Regions from separate parts of the Mus musculus genome. Here region 2 is linked to region 1. Evidence: chromatin contacts called from public HiChIP or PLAC-seq data. All regions are on one chromosome and are shown on one strand. Each heading gives the region's core, a stretch centred on a gene start, on an enhancer-like site or on the middle of the called end of the contact. The rest is flanking DNA. Distances are from core to core; before and after follow the strand shown.

Region 1 (7,250 bases), core at 3,265-5,764:
ACACCCCACAGACATCCTTGCTCACAGCTCAGCCTCAACCAACAAGCCCACCAGTTCTCTCCCTATCTTCCTAGCCTTTAAAAAGTGGTTAAGAACAGCCAGGCGTCGTGGAACAGGGCTTTAATACCTGCACTCAGGAGCCAGAAAGGAAGGCAGGTCTCTACAAGTTCCAGGCCAATTTAGTCTACATAGCGAGTTCCAGGTCAGCCAAAGATGGAAAAAAAAAAAAAGACTTTGCCTCAAAAATAAATAAATAAATAAATAAACAAATAAATAAGTAAATAAATAAATGGGATAAGCTAAGGAATATCCTGTGTAGTAGAATATTACTAAGCCATAAAAAGCATTACATATACTATGATGTACATACATACATACATACATACATACATATGAGTGAGCCTTGCAAACATTCTGAGAAGAGGATGCCAGACATAAAATGATGAAATTTAGAGAAAAAAGCCAGAACAGGCAACTCCACAGAGACAGAAGGTAGTTTGGGGGTAGTCAAAGACTAAACAAGAGGGCACGGGATCAACTGTATGTATGTCCGCAGTTCTTTCAGAGCTAGTGAGCATGTTCCACAGCTGGACAGAGATGGTTGGATCATACTGTTTGTGCACTGAATTCCATTCTCTTGAAAGAAGTGCATTTCATGTTAACTTTTAATAGTGGCCAACACATCTCCCTCAGGAACCTTGCCCAATACTGCACCTCAGACAGAACCAAACTCTATGCTGCAAAGGCCTCCAGAATACACCTCCATACGGCACTAAGGGGCGGGGGGGGGGGGGGATCCGGGGATTGACGTGTCCAAGCGTGTTTCCCCTGTGAACAGTGTCTCTTCCCCACTCCATCCCCCGGGTTTCACACAGCACCTGGCAGAGAGTGGACTGTGCTGAATATGGTCTGCCAGAGGAGAGAAAAGACAACACATAGCCTCACTCCCTCACCTACTCCATCCATGGATCACCATCCAAGCCATGGCAGCCAGGACTTACTAAGTCATTCCGCTGTGTCAGACGCTGAGGAACACACTCTCCCCAGGTTAGCTCACTTGGTCGTCATAAACCTACCAGGAGGAACCTATCACCAACCTCATGTCACAGGTGAGGCTTCCAAAACTTAGCTGTTTTATCTCGGGTCACAGAATGGGGATGCAGCGAAGCTAGAAGTTCAGAGCAAACTGTCATCAAAGGAGAGAGGTCTCAGTGCAGGGTGGGGACTTGGGATTCCTTGGAGTATGGTGTCTTAAACCTCCCAGGAGGCTAGGGCATGAAGCTTTAATTACATGCACCAGGTCACACTGCTCTTAGCCCTAAGTGAAACTGGCTGCCTCTTCCTTTGGGCCTCATAATGTAGGAACCAGCAAAGGAGAAAAGCGGAGTCCCTGAGCCTCAAGGGAATGAAGGACCAGGGAAAAAGAAAGATCTTCCTCCTCCAAGACCTCCAGGAAGGTGAGGGAGCAGACACCAGAGAAGGCAGCTCTGCAGGGGGGAATTAGAGAAAGTACAAAACAGGACCAAGACAATGGCGAAGGAGGGGCCAGTGTGGCCATTGGCTCCCAGTCGGGAAACACTCTTTGAAATGGCACTTCCCATTGTCTGACCACAATTCCTCCTCCTTGGAGGACAACTCCTACTGGTAGGGAGCATACACTGGGCGAACAAGGTATGCAGAAAGCCAGGCCACTTGCCTCGGACAGGGGCACCTTGCAGGCCCTGGGAAAAACCATCTGATAGGTGCCTGGCTTGAAGAGATGGGACACTGGGCGGGGACAGAGTTTTCATAGCTGCCTCTTCCTGCCCCAATGTTTTCTAGCCCTCTCCCCCTCTTCTCCCCAGGCTTTATGGAGGGTAGGGATCTCTGAGGGCTAAAGATGGAACATTCCAACTGCACATGCCCATTAGAGACCAACATTCCAGTGGCAATTACCCAGGACCCTAATGGGCATGTGCAACTCCAGCCCCCGTCTTAAAACCAGTGTCTCCGCCTAACTAGCCTCTGGCAGCAAGAAGAAGAGTTGAGAATGTGCAGCTGGGAAGAAGGCTTGGGTCCCAGAGGAAATGAGAACCCCTGTCTTCCCGTCACCCCAAAAAGGAAGGAACAAGAGCAAAGGGAAAGGAGGTAGCTGCTACCTCTCAGGGAGGAAGAGATGTCTATCCCCCAGTCTGACTTTCACCCGCTCTCACGAGGATGAATACAGACCCTTTTCCCACCAAGTGGACGTCTGCCCTCTTGAAAGCTCAACTCCAACAAACATAAACGGACACACATTTACACAGAAACACACTCATATGCACACACTTGAACGCGTGTGCACACACACACTCTCAGACACACATACATGCATGCACACATATACACACACATATTCACACACACAAACACTCCATCCAGAGTGTGCTTCTAATTTTTAAAAAAACTGCAGGATAAACTACTTGGACCCACTTGCAGAAACTCCCAGAGAAGCACCCCATGTCACTTTATCGACCCTACCGCTCCCTGCCAGGCCTCATGCCTTGGTGTATGCCGCTTCTAGCCTCCAGCCCACACCCCTCAGGATCCTAGAGGCAAGGCAGAGTTGGAGGGCTCTGAAGTAGCCACCTTCAAGATGGCTTTCCAAGAGAGCCGTGGCCTCAAAGAGAGTAACTGGGTCAGAGAAGCCAAGCGTATGGCCTCAAAGGGCACTAAAGCCCAGCCTGTGACAGCGAGGAAGGCCACTATTATGTCCTTGACTCCTGAACCCCAAAATTCCTTTAAGACGACTGGGCTCCTCCACCTCCCCAGCCCCCACAACACACACCAGCTCCCAGAAAAGTCCATCTCCCCAAATAAACATCACCTAAGACAACTCACTACTCACTACCCCCCCCCCAATGCACAATCCTCACAGGGGTCTCACACACTCAAGACACTACCCTTGAATCTAGGCAGGGCCATTCAAATCCTGCAGACAGCCTTCCCTGTGGGCTTTCTGCCAGGAAAATCTGCCTGCAGAGACAAGAGGTACCCCCAATACACACTCAAAATACACACTAGCAAAGACGAGCACATATCCACAGCTATCCATCAGTACAGGTTACTCACAAGAGCACAGATTCACACACACACACTCACACCCCTTCCCACCACACAGGTGCATACACACCTACCCCATATATGCCTACCACCCATTCAGCTTTTATAAACCCACCTTCTCTAATACCTGCCCATCTCTTTCCCATAAGCCCCTCTCTCAGCACATACACACACAGACACACACCCCTTCCCTTGAGTATACACACAAATACATACCCAAATACACAGCAGATGTGTGTGGTCAGCTCTCTCTCTCTCTCTCTCTCTCTCACACACACACAGAGAGAGAGAGAGAGAGAGAGAGAGAGAGAGAGAGAGAGAGAGAGAGAGAAACATCTACACATCCAAACCCAGGGCCCACCTGCAGGAACACGCAGTACGTCAAAGCGTATATGCACACACACACACACACACACACACACACACACACACACATACACACACAAAACAAAGAATCATGCATACTGATCCCCCAACCAACCCTTTAAAACTCACTAATGCAGTGCTTAGGACCTTCGATGAGTAAATAGGACAAGGGACAAATATGATGTCGTTGGTTCCCCACACACACCCCAACACACATTCACCAGTATCGCCGCAAGTCCCATCCTTGGGCTACACACACACACTGCTGTGCGGGGCCATCTCTCAAGGATCCACTCTACCCCCTAAACACATACCTGCCCCTTCCTCCCCACACTCCAAAGGTGTGTATGCATCCCTACATACCTTCAGCTTCCAATACCTCCAGCCTCCGATCCTTCCACGGCCTCTCCCACCACCTCCAACACACGCTACCCAATCCCCGGCTTCAATGGGTTCCCTTGGGATCGTTCAGGCGCCCGCCCTGGGCCCCCCGGCCCAGGAAAGTCCCCGGCTCTTAAGGCCTGGGCTCCGCCCCTTCCCCATACGCCCCTTCCCCTCCCCAAAGTTGGGGTTACTCCGCTGTGCAGTGGAGGACAGACCGGAAGGGGGTGCCTCAAGCCCCCCTTCCCCCAGAAGCCATCCTGCTTTCTCCAGGGCCGGGCGCTCCCTGGTCTTTTGCATGGTTTCCTTCTTTTTTCTGTTGCTTTCTTTCTTTCTTTCCTTTTTTTTTTCCGCAAACTTTGCCCGCGCCCCCGCGGCCCGCCACTCACCCGCCACTGCGAACAGCCCGGTGGACTGGGCGCACGCCCCACTCCGCTCCGCGCCTTTGTATCCGCAGCGCACCCGGTCTTTCCGAACTCCGCGCTCCAGAACCGGCAGCGCGGGCGATGGGGGTTGACGAGGGGGGCTCCTGAGGTCGCTCACCCCGGCTCCGTCCCAGACCACTCGCCTGTTTCCCCCTCGAGGCCCCGGGGGCAGGGGGCCGGAGGGGACTGCAGGGCACTCAGGCTCCCATGGCGGGACCCAGAACCAAGCAATCGGGGATCAGGAATCAGATCTGGAGCCGGCGGCGGAGGGGGAGGGGACCAGAGGGGGAGGGGACCAGAAGGGGGCAGGGGGCGGGGAGAGAGCTCCCAGGTGCCGCCTCCCGGCTGTTCCCGCAGCCGCCGCCCCTCCCGCTGCTGCGTCCATTGTCTGCGGCCCGGCTCTTCCCCGAGTCGCGGCACCCCCAGCCCTGCGCCTGGCCATGCCCTGCGCCCTCTGGATCCTGGGAATCCGCTCCTGGCTTCCAGACCTGGCCAGGAAGGTGTGCTCGAAGCTGCCTCGGCTCTTGGCTTTGGTCCAGCCCGCAGCCCCTCTTGGAGCTGTCTTCTTCGACCCCCGATTGAAAACCTTTCCCCTAGGCCCTGATGTTGGCCATATTCTCTTCTTTAGAACCACAAACCTGGTCTCACAAACTCCAGTGGAATCTGAGACGTGGGGAAGATTGGTCCCCTCCGGCCTAGAACTGCGAAAAGGGTCATCCCTGATATTAATTAGTGACAAGAGACAGGCCCCTCTCCCATGTATACGGTATTTCCCTGACACCATACCCCTCCTTCTTCCAAAAATAATTTAATTACTCGGTGTTCTAGCTGTGAGCGAAGACCGCCTAGTCAGACTGGGACGCTCACTCATTAACACGTTTTCCTCCCCTCTGGTTTGAGTGTTGGGATTAATTACAAAGGGAATCCTGCCCTAGGGGAGAGGGGGAGGGGGAGAAGACGAGGGCCCGCGACTTGGGGCACCAGAGGAGAGGGGGGCCTTCTCCCAGGAAGCCTAGAGAGAGAGGAAAAAAAAAAAAAAACCCGGGTGGATGCGGAACTCCAAAACTTTTGGCTAATTTAGCTTTGCAGGTAGGACCCAGGGAATGTAGGCTAGAATAAAATATCTGGCACATTTAGGGCATTTCCAGTTCAGAGCACACTAAGAAACAAACCAGTTAGAGTTGCTAAAGTGCCTAGGAACCCAACAGGGACGAGCCCACCATAAAGTAGCTGTGGGAAGGCCAGGTTGCCCTCGGAGTGAATGAAAGCAAAAGTATTATTACATTATTACATTGCTGCTAGTACTATTTACCTTGTAACCTGCCACTTACCTAGAACAGTGCCGCTTCAAAAGCATCTTCGAACACGTTTCCACACCCCCACCATCTCCACCTTCCAATTCTGATACCTGCCCCTCCCAACCCTGTGATTAAGAAATCCCAGAGAAGGCGACTCCCAGTCTCTGTTCCTTTCTCTAATGGAGTCTTCCCTAAAACTCAGGCACATCTCTGTTATACATTCGAACCAGTCCCCAAATGAGGACAGATTGTCTTTGTCCGCATATGGCTGTTCAAAGGTGAAGAAGCTAAACAAACGCTGCTTCCCTTCAGCTCTGCCCAAACCCTTGTTTCTCTCCAGCCACTGTTCCCGCATATTAGCAAAGAACTTAGCGTTAAGACGACGTGAATGAAATACAGTCATAGTTTCAAGTACCACAGTCTCTGCAAACACAATGACCTTCCTTCACCTACGTCTGTCATGTGCCAGGCACTGGACTGCTCTGGGGGTCCTGTAACCACACCAGGAATGCAAGGAAAGAGCAGAACAGTGGAAGACAGTAAAAGGAGACAGAAAGACCTCAGAGTCCCCTTACCTGTCCAAAGCACACCTCCAGTGTTGAGCACTAGTCTATAACTTGACAGTGTTAGAACTGCCACATTACGTTGCGGGCAGGATCTCTTTTATGTTTAGTGTAAATTATATTCACATTCTGCCAGCTTGTTTCCCAGACCCGGAGACAGGCCCCAAAGAATTGGAAATGAGTTTCTGACGTCAGAATTACAAATGACTTTGTAGAGCGGGCCCCAGCTGAAGTTTGAGATGTAAGTCAAGATGTCACGAACGTACGTACGGGAGACTTCAGGATTGATGTCTGTTAAGTGTGAAACGGGAATACACTCAGTTCTTCCTCTCCTCCCAGAACCAGATGTAATTGAGAAGTTACATCTGCAAGGAGAGTACTGCCTTAAACAGGTGTCTGACATTAAATGTAATCATTCTAGTGCTTCCTATCCAACAACTCTCTGAACAAGCCTCCACTCTCGCCCTTAGAATGAATTTCACACATCTTCAAATCTCAGAGAGTAGTGAAGCCAAGACCCAAAGACAAGGGTCAGGCATTCAGGATCTGAAGGACTTAGCCTAATTCTTTAGGAAGAAGAAGAGCACCCAGGTAGGTGGCATCTAACCACAATTTTCCCTTTGAGGAAAACCTGCAGAGTCAGAGGGAGGTTGGAAACTAGGGAGGCCAGGAACCTGAAGGAATACATAGGGGGACAAATTGGACTTTGGGGGTTTATTTGTTTCATTCCATAGTCCAGATCTCTTCTGGTAGTAAGGCTAGTTTAGAATTTAAAACCCTCCTGTCAGGGATGGCCAGATGGCCATGAGAATGAATGGAAATCTGCAACTGATGGGGGTGAGGAGGTAGGGGGCATATCCAGGAGGAGACAGAGATCTGGGATAAGGGAGGCACCCAAGATTCAATGGGGGTGTCCTTAGTTGTGAGTCACAGCACTGGGGATATGGAACATGAAGAGGCCACCTCCTGTAGCCAGGCAGGAACCCTAGTGGAACAATACAGACACCAACCCCCCCCCCACACACACACAAAACTTTTGACCCAAAATTTATCCTGTCTACAAGAAATGCAGGGACAGGGCATGGAGCAGAAACTGAGGGAACGGCCAACCAATAACCGGCCCAACCAGAGACCCA
Region 2 (7,250 bases), core at 1,242-3,741, 1.4 Mb after region 1:
CTCGAATTCAGAAATCTGCCTGACTCTGCCTCCCGAGTGCTGGGATTAAAGGTGTGCGCTTCCTCACACTGGCACCCTACTTGGGATATTTTCTTAGCTTCGAGTTGAATTCCTTCCATTCCCTTAGATAACTCCATTCATTACACATTTCAATAGATGCTCAGTAGACGTTTGAAATCACACAAAACAAAGACTTGTACTTTGTCCTATTCCTGTAGCCAATGAGGTTAAGTATAATTTACACTTAGTGTAGTAAGAATTTGCCAACAACAACTAATACTAAAGTACGATAACAAAAGCGATGCAAACGGCAGTGATGAATGCATTTTCGGTTTTGTTCAGTAAGTCAACATAAAGACAAAGCAATAGTGAAGGGACAAATCTTCATCAAGTGAGAGTGGGGACAGGCTGGGGAAGGCCCTTTGGGGACACTCCTTTGAAGTTTCCAATAGAGAGAGAGAGAGTCCTGGGCAGAGAAGAGTGAGGGTGAGAATTCCAACGAGAAGAACCAATACCTACAGTTAGAAAAAAACAGCATTAAACGGGATGCTTACGATACTCAGCAAAAACCAAACCAGGAAGTTAAGGCAGTTAAGTTTCTCTCCATGGCTGACCTTCACACTGTAGACCTGTATACATCACAGTTAAAACATGTTGGAAATGATTGACCTAGTTTTTAAGAAGGTCATATTTTTATTCTTGAGCTGTTTTGTCCTCCTTGTAACAGAGATGGAAAACCAGACATCCCCAGACAAGAAGCCCTGGAGGACACTGTAAGACAAATATTCTCTGAAGTAGCAGGAGGATAGAACCAGCCTCTCCCTGAGCAAACAATGCATACCAATTTACAAGTGTAAAGTGCACTACAGTCACTAGGGCAAGGTTGGGTAATGGAAGCTGTGTGAGGGCAGCCTGTCAATCAAGAGATCTGATTATGCAGAGCCCACCCTTTTTTGTGTGTTGATGTTGAAATCAAAGAAAACCAACCACCAGTAAGTGAGTGGGTGGTGTGCATTGGGCTGGGCTTGTCCCTTAGGCTATGAACTCCCTGGTAAAGCAGGAAATAACTTTTGTGGAGTTCCCTATATCTAAAATACCTCTGGTTGAGACCTCACAGCTGGAGGAGAAACTCTGCTGAGGCTTGTAAAAAGGAAACTGAAAACTAGCATTTGCTTGGGCAGAGCCTTAATATATAATTATTTTGCCCCAGCATCAGGGTTTAGGACTCAGCTATAGGGCCAGGACTAGCCAAGCTTCAAAGTGAAAGAAGATAGTTGAGAGTACTTTCTGCTTTCTGTCTCCCAAGACCTGATTTTCATGATTTTCATGTCCTACTACTCATAGTGAAAATCTTTGTGAGGCGGATGGTTTGAACTCTCAGGACATACACCAGTCCCTGAGTTGAGAACTAAGGCTGCTTTGGAGAGAAGAAAATCCCCTGAGGTAAGTAAGATATGTCAGAAGTTTTCTAGAGAAAGCTTTAGGACCATTTTGCTAATCAGTAAATTAAGAGGAAAGAGAGTCCTGGGTTTCTGAGGTTAGAAAGAGGGATTAGTATTGACTGTATTCTAGAAAAGAATAAGGCTGCAGGAAGCCTGGTTCTAAACCTTCAGTTGACTGAGGAACAGAAGTTATCTTTTATTGCACCACAACTGAGACCTTTACAAAAGAAAGTGCATTTGGCCGTGGCAGGAATTAGAATATATTGTTCAGAGGGTTGACCCAGACTGAGCCTAAAAGGAACTCTGATTTTCTGGGTGTGTTGGTCTGTAGGTGTTTTATTGACATGAATTTATATTTAGAAGAGGGCTTTTGATTTCTAGCTGAAGGGGGAAGAAACATAGGGGCCAGGGAGCTATTTCTCGATAAAAGGTGAGAATAATGGCATGACAGAAAGCCTGTGATGTAACGTTAGCTTGAAAGCATCAGAGCTCAAAATTCTAAGTAACCTTAATCTAAGAAGAAAATATCTAATAAAAAAAATGTGGGGAAAAAAAAACCCAGCATGGTAGTAACACAAAAGAACAATTAAAAAAAAATCAGACACGGAATCAAATAGAAAAAAAAAAAAAAAAAAAAGAAAGAAATGCCAAGCAGATAATGTTACTCCATAATCCCAAATGTTCAAGTGACATGGCATCTTTTAAAAATTATATGTGCTTTTAATCTCTATTTCCTTTACTTTATTAGGTAATAGCAAGTTTATTTCAGTCTAGTTCCAATTGGATCCTGCTTTCCCATTTCCATAGTTAAATCCCTGGAATTTGGGGGAAGGATCATTCCTATGGTATCTGTTGAGGTTTGAATATATGCCGGCTGGTGGCTCCGGAAGGTCTTGGGACTTTCACAAGGAGGAACTTACTGGAGAAACCTTATTGGAGGAAGTGGGTCACTGAGGGCGGCCTGTGAGAGGTGATAGGCGGTCTCACTTGTAACTCTGTTTCTTTGTCTGAGCAAGAATCACAACCTGCCTGCTTCCTGTCCTGCCTGCTTCCTGTCCTGTCTGCCGCCATGCTTCCTTAACTAGCTGCTAGGTTTTTTCCTTGTCGTGATGAAATCCACCCTCATGGACCTGTAAGTAAAATTAAAACCTACTTCTCCCCTATGTTGCTAATGTTCATGACATTTTATCAAAACAGAAAAGAAACTAATACAGCAAAATGCTGGGTCCTGTTTACATATCCAATTCTGTCTTTTGCGGGGAACTGAAAAGAGATATTAAGGAAAAGTGATTGCTAAGAGATATTTAAGGAAAAGTGATTGCTACTTCCTGTTATTTTTGTTGTTAGAGGTGGAATTATATCTGTGTGGCTATATTCTTTTAGTTTTTTTGAAAGATTACTTTCTTGCTTTTTTCTAGGGTGTAGTTTCCCTCTTGTGTTGGTGTTTTCCATCTATTATACTTTGTAGGGCCGGATTTATGAGAAAATATTGTGTAAATTTGGTTATGTCATGGAATATTTTGGTTTCTTCATCTATGGTAATTGAGATTTTTGCTGGGTATAGTAGCCTGGGCTGCCATGTGTATTCTCTTAGGGTCTATATGAAATCTACCCAGGATCTTCTGGCTTTCATAGTCTCTGTGGAGAAGTCTGGTGTAATTCTGATAGGTCTGACTTTATGTTACTTGACCTTTTTCCCTTACCACTTTTAATATTCTTTTTTTGTTTGGTGCATTTGGTGTTTTGATTATTATGACAGGAGGAATTTCTTTTCCGGTCCAGTTTGGAGTTCTGTAGACTTCTTGTATGTTCATGAGCATCTTTTTGTTTAGGTTAGGGGAGTTTTCTTCTATATTTTTGTTGAAAATCTTTACTGGCCCTTTAAGTTGGGAATCTTCGCTCTCTTCTATACCTATTATCCTTAGGTTTGATCTTCTCATTGTGTCCTGGATTTTCTGGATGTTTTGGGTTAAGAGCTTTTTGCATTTTCTTTGACTGTTTTGTCAATATTTTCTATGGTATCTTCTGCATCTGAGATTCTGTCTTCTATCTCTTGTATTCTGTTGGTGATGCTTGCATCTATGACTCTTGATCTCTTTTGTAGGTTTTCTAACTCCAGGGTTGTCTCCCTTTGTGATTTCTTTATTGTCTCTATTTCCATTTTTAGATCTTGGATGATTTTGTTCATTTCCTTTACCTGTTTGATTGTTTTTTCCTGTAATTCTTTAAGAGATTTTTGTGTTGCCTCTTTAAGTGCTTATAGCTGTTTACTGTGTTCTCCTGTATTAAATATTCATTAATGATATTTTTAGGGTATGAAAGGATATCAATATAAAAGTTGAACACATTTTTACAGACTATTTGATTCTCAAAATGCTCAATATTATTAATATGTTTGATGTATAAAATACATTTAAATATTAAAAATTGAAGAAAAAAAAGAAACTAATACAGTAACTACTCTTTGGAACTCAGTGATAACCTTTGTGCCCTTACCGAAAGTGTGGTAAGTATTTCTAAGTATCAGAACATAGTTGTTAATTATGTTGTTCAACTTTTCTACTTTTTTGCTTTTTGTTTTATTTTATTCTTGGCTATTTAAAGCGTTAGTTACTGAAGGAAATGTTTTGTAATTTCTGACCATCATGGTACATTTGCCATTTGTTAGTGGAGAACTGTCAAATTTTGTTTACAACTGTTGACTTTATTCAATGAGGTGCTTACTGTTTAGAATTGTTGGTTATATTACCTTGATGACTTTAACATTTAATTGTTGTATAGCAACTCTGTCCTTAATGGCACTATTTGTCTTATAGTCTTCTCTGACTAATATTGATAGAGCTGCTCTAACTAGAGTTTTTGTGCTTAGTGCCTGATACATATGTTCACGTATTTTTTGCTTTGCAGCTACTCAGCACTTCAATTTCCCCCACTGTGTCTTTTTTAAACACCACAGGCACCACAGTGGGTTTTATTCCAGTTTAGCATTCTTTTTAAACCCATGAGTCTAATTCATGTGCGTTCTGTCAGTTGAAATGTTTGAATCTTGTGTAACCATCTTATATCGCTTCATATGATATTTCCATGTTTGTTTTCTTCTTTTTAAAAATACACTTAAGATTATTCTTTACACAGAATGATGCATATTATGTTAGTCATGTTTTTAAAAGTCCCATTTATACATCTTGTGGGGAAACGCCATTTATCATTATCCCAGAATAATGCTTTCTGATGTACTTTTTGGTGAAACTGAATAACATCACATTTACTGCTTCAATAAGGTAAACTAGCATACAGCCAGTCACTGCAAAGTGAATAATCCATTGTGATTTAGTACATAGATAAGGCTGTATACCTTCCCTTAGATCTAGCTCCAAGATATAAGAATTACTCTTTCTATTTATCTCTGTAATTGTTTAAATGTTACCTCCTCAAATAGACATAGTCTGACGACCAACTTGAGTTACACTACACAGCCCCAGCCTGTACACTACACAGCTATACATACTTGTATTTGTTGTGGGGATAGTGAAGAAATCTTGCCTGATTCATGACTCATTTCCTCTAAGACTTACAAGATGCCTTACTGGACAAAACGAACTGATTGGTGAACAACAGCAGTTGATTTACTAGTTTATCCCTCAAGTGCATATCTTTTCCATTTTTATTTTCAAAAGGAGTTTTGGAAGTTTTTACACCATAGGGATAGCTGTTTAGTCACAGACAAGTGTATAGGGAGTGTAGAGCAAAGCACAGGATTTTTGGGATACTCCCATGAAGCAACTGCATAATCTGTGGTGGGGGCAGCCCATCCTGTGGCAATCATTCTCAGGAGAAGGCATGTTGGTACTGGCATGGTGCTGAGTTTGTAGAGATCTCTCTGCCATGCTACATATTAAATCCTCACAGTACCATCTCCTACTATGTGTATTTAACTGATGGGGAATTAATCCCATCAGAAAATTACAAGATGAGGTCAGAGCCTGATATACCACATTTTACTAAGGTATTTTTCTAAGTTAAAACTAGACACCTCTCTGTAAGTTGTGGCTTCTGGAGATTTGTAAGAAGGCATTCAATCAGCATTAAGTAGTGACTTAATCTGCTGCTCAACATGAGAACAAGGCCTTAGGCATCTGTTGTCCAGGGTCTGACGGAATGGACGTTTATTATTAGACTATTTTAAGAAGGAGAAAAAATGCTCTCTGACATTTCAAAGTCTCTTCCAGTTTCTTGCTTTCCCCATAGTATGATAAATATAAACTTCAAACTATAATAGTAACATATGTTGAGCACACCAGGTGTCAGGGATATCTCAAGAATTGCATGCTTATATAACTCAGTCACATCTCACATGGAGTCTATGCAGTAGAGACTCTCAGGTGGTTCTTCATCAAAGTGCTAGAAAAGATCTTTGATCCTATCATAGAGCAAGAAAGTGAAAACGTGATTCTAATGAATGTAGTCTCTGTACCAGGAAAATATCGCCCAGAAGAAAAATAATGTAAACAAATACACACAATTAGATTTTCTAGTAGCTACATTAAAAAACAAAAGCAAAACCCAATAACAGCAACCCAATATGTTTGATTAAAGTCAAAGTATCCAAAATATGTACTTAGTCCTCAAAACTCTGGCACATATTTTGTTCTCAGAGAACATAAATTCTGATGATAAATTTGCATCTATATTTAAATTTATATTTATATATCTTTAAAATTCACAAAATTTACGGTTGAAAAATGTAGGTTTATATATTCAAGTAATTTTAATCACACTGATTTTCTAGAAACCAAATTTAGTTTATGTTTTTAATTAAAATTAAATGCAATATAAAATTCAGTTCTCTCAGCTGCACACATAAAATGTTTGAGAACCATGTCTAGTTGTTGTAAGCAGGTTGCTCTAGAATTCAAGCCTGTTTTCTATTTGTTTATTAATTAATTGATTAATTGATTTCTGGTGTGTGTGTGTGACATGTGTATACTGTTTGTGGTATGTGTGGGTGCATGTGGATCATTTGTGGTGTGTGTGTGTGTGTGTGTCAGTCTGTCTGTCTGTCTCTCTGTGTGCCAGAGGTCAGAGTTGGATATCTTTCTTGATTTGCACTACATTTTATTTTTTGAAGCAGGGTCTTCTCTTCTGAACCAACAATTTGGTTGGGTTGCTAGGCTAGAGAACTGTAGGAATCTATCCATCTCTGTCTTCCCAGGTCTGGAATTATAGTGTGTCCTTCATGCCTAGCTTTTAACATGGGTGTTGGGAATCCAAACTCATGTCTTCAGACTTTCTCTGTCAGGCAGTTTACTGACAAAGCCATCCTCCTAGCCCCTATACTTCACGTACCGCTTCAGTTGTAGAATAGAAGTACTCCTGTCTTTGTGGCTCTGCCCCAACTGCCCAATCCTGGAATAGTCAATGGCTTTCACCTTCTCCTCAAGAGCTTTCCAGATTCTGACTTTCATCCCATAATATCAACACTGTCTCCTCATAGTCTACTTTAACATCATGCAACTGTCTGACCCTGTGTAGATCCTAACATTTGCTTGGAGAAAGGCAGACAGCTTTGCAAAAGAAAACAAAAAACAAACTGCAGATAAGAAAAGTCAAGATGAGAACAAGCAGCCAGAGGGCTATAGCTGAGCAATTCCTGAAGAAAAAAGTAGCCAGAAGAGATTTTGTACAGAACCCTGGGATTAATGAGCTTCCAAACGAGCTTGTGAAGATTTTGGAAATCCTCTCACATCCTTTTTTTGGATGTATGGGTGATATAGGGAAAGCAAAACGATTTGGAATGACAGAGTAAAA

Evidence for each region. HiChIP or PLAC-seq counts read pairs in DNA pulled down with a chosen protein or histone mark.
Region 2: an H3K27ac HiChIP or PLAC-seq map of embryonic stem cells shows a contact between it and region 1, with 15 times the contacts expected there. The contact joins the promoter of Aim2 here to the promoter of Vangl2 in region 1. A contact is called at or near these places in 1 of 39 promoter capture datasets (the 3T3-L1 cell line) and 1 of 115 datasets of contacts at active chromatin or transcription factors (embryonic stem cells).

What each region holds. Positions count from the first base shown.
Region 1 is chr1:172,022,781-172,030,030 of GRCm38.p6, forward strand. It overlaps Vangl2 (VANGL planar cell polarity 2), which reads right to left and starts at 4,515. Exons shown (of 8, transcript NM_033509.4): 1 at 4,218-4,515.
Region 2 is chr1:173,418,113-173,425,362 of GRCm38.p6, forward strand. It overlaps Aim2 (absent in melanoma 2), which reads left to right and starts at 2,492. Exons shown (of 9, transcript NM_001013779.2): 1 at 2,492-2,574.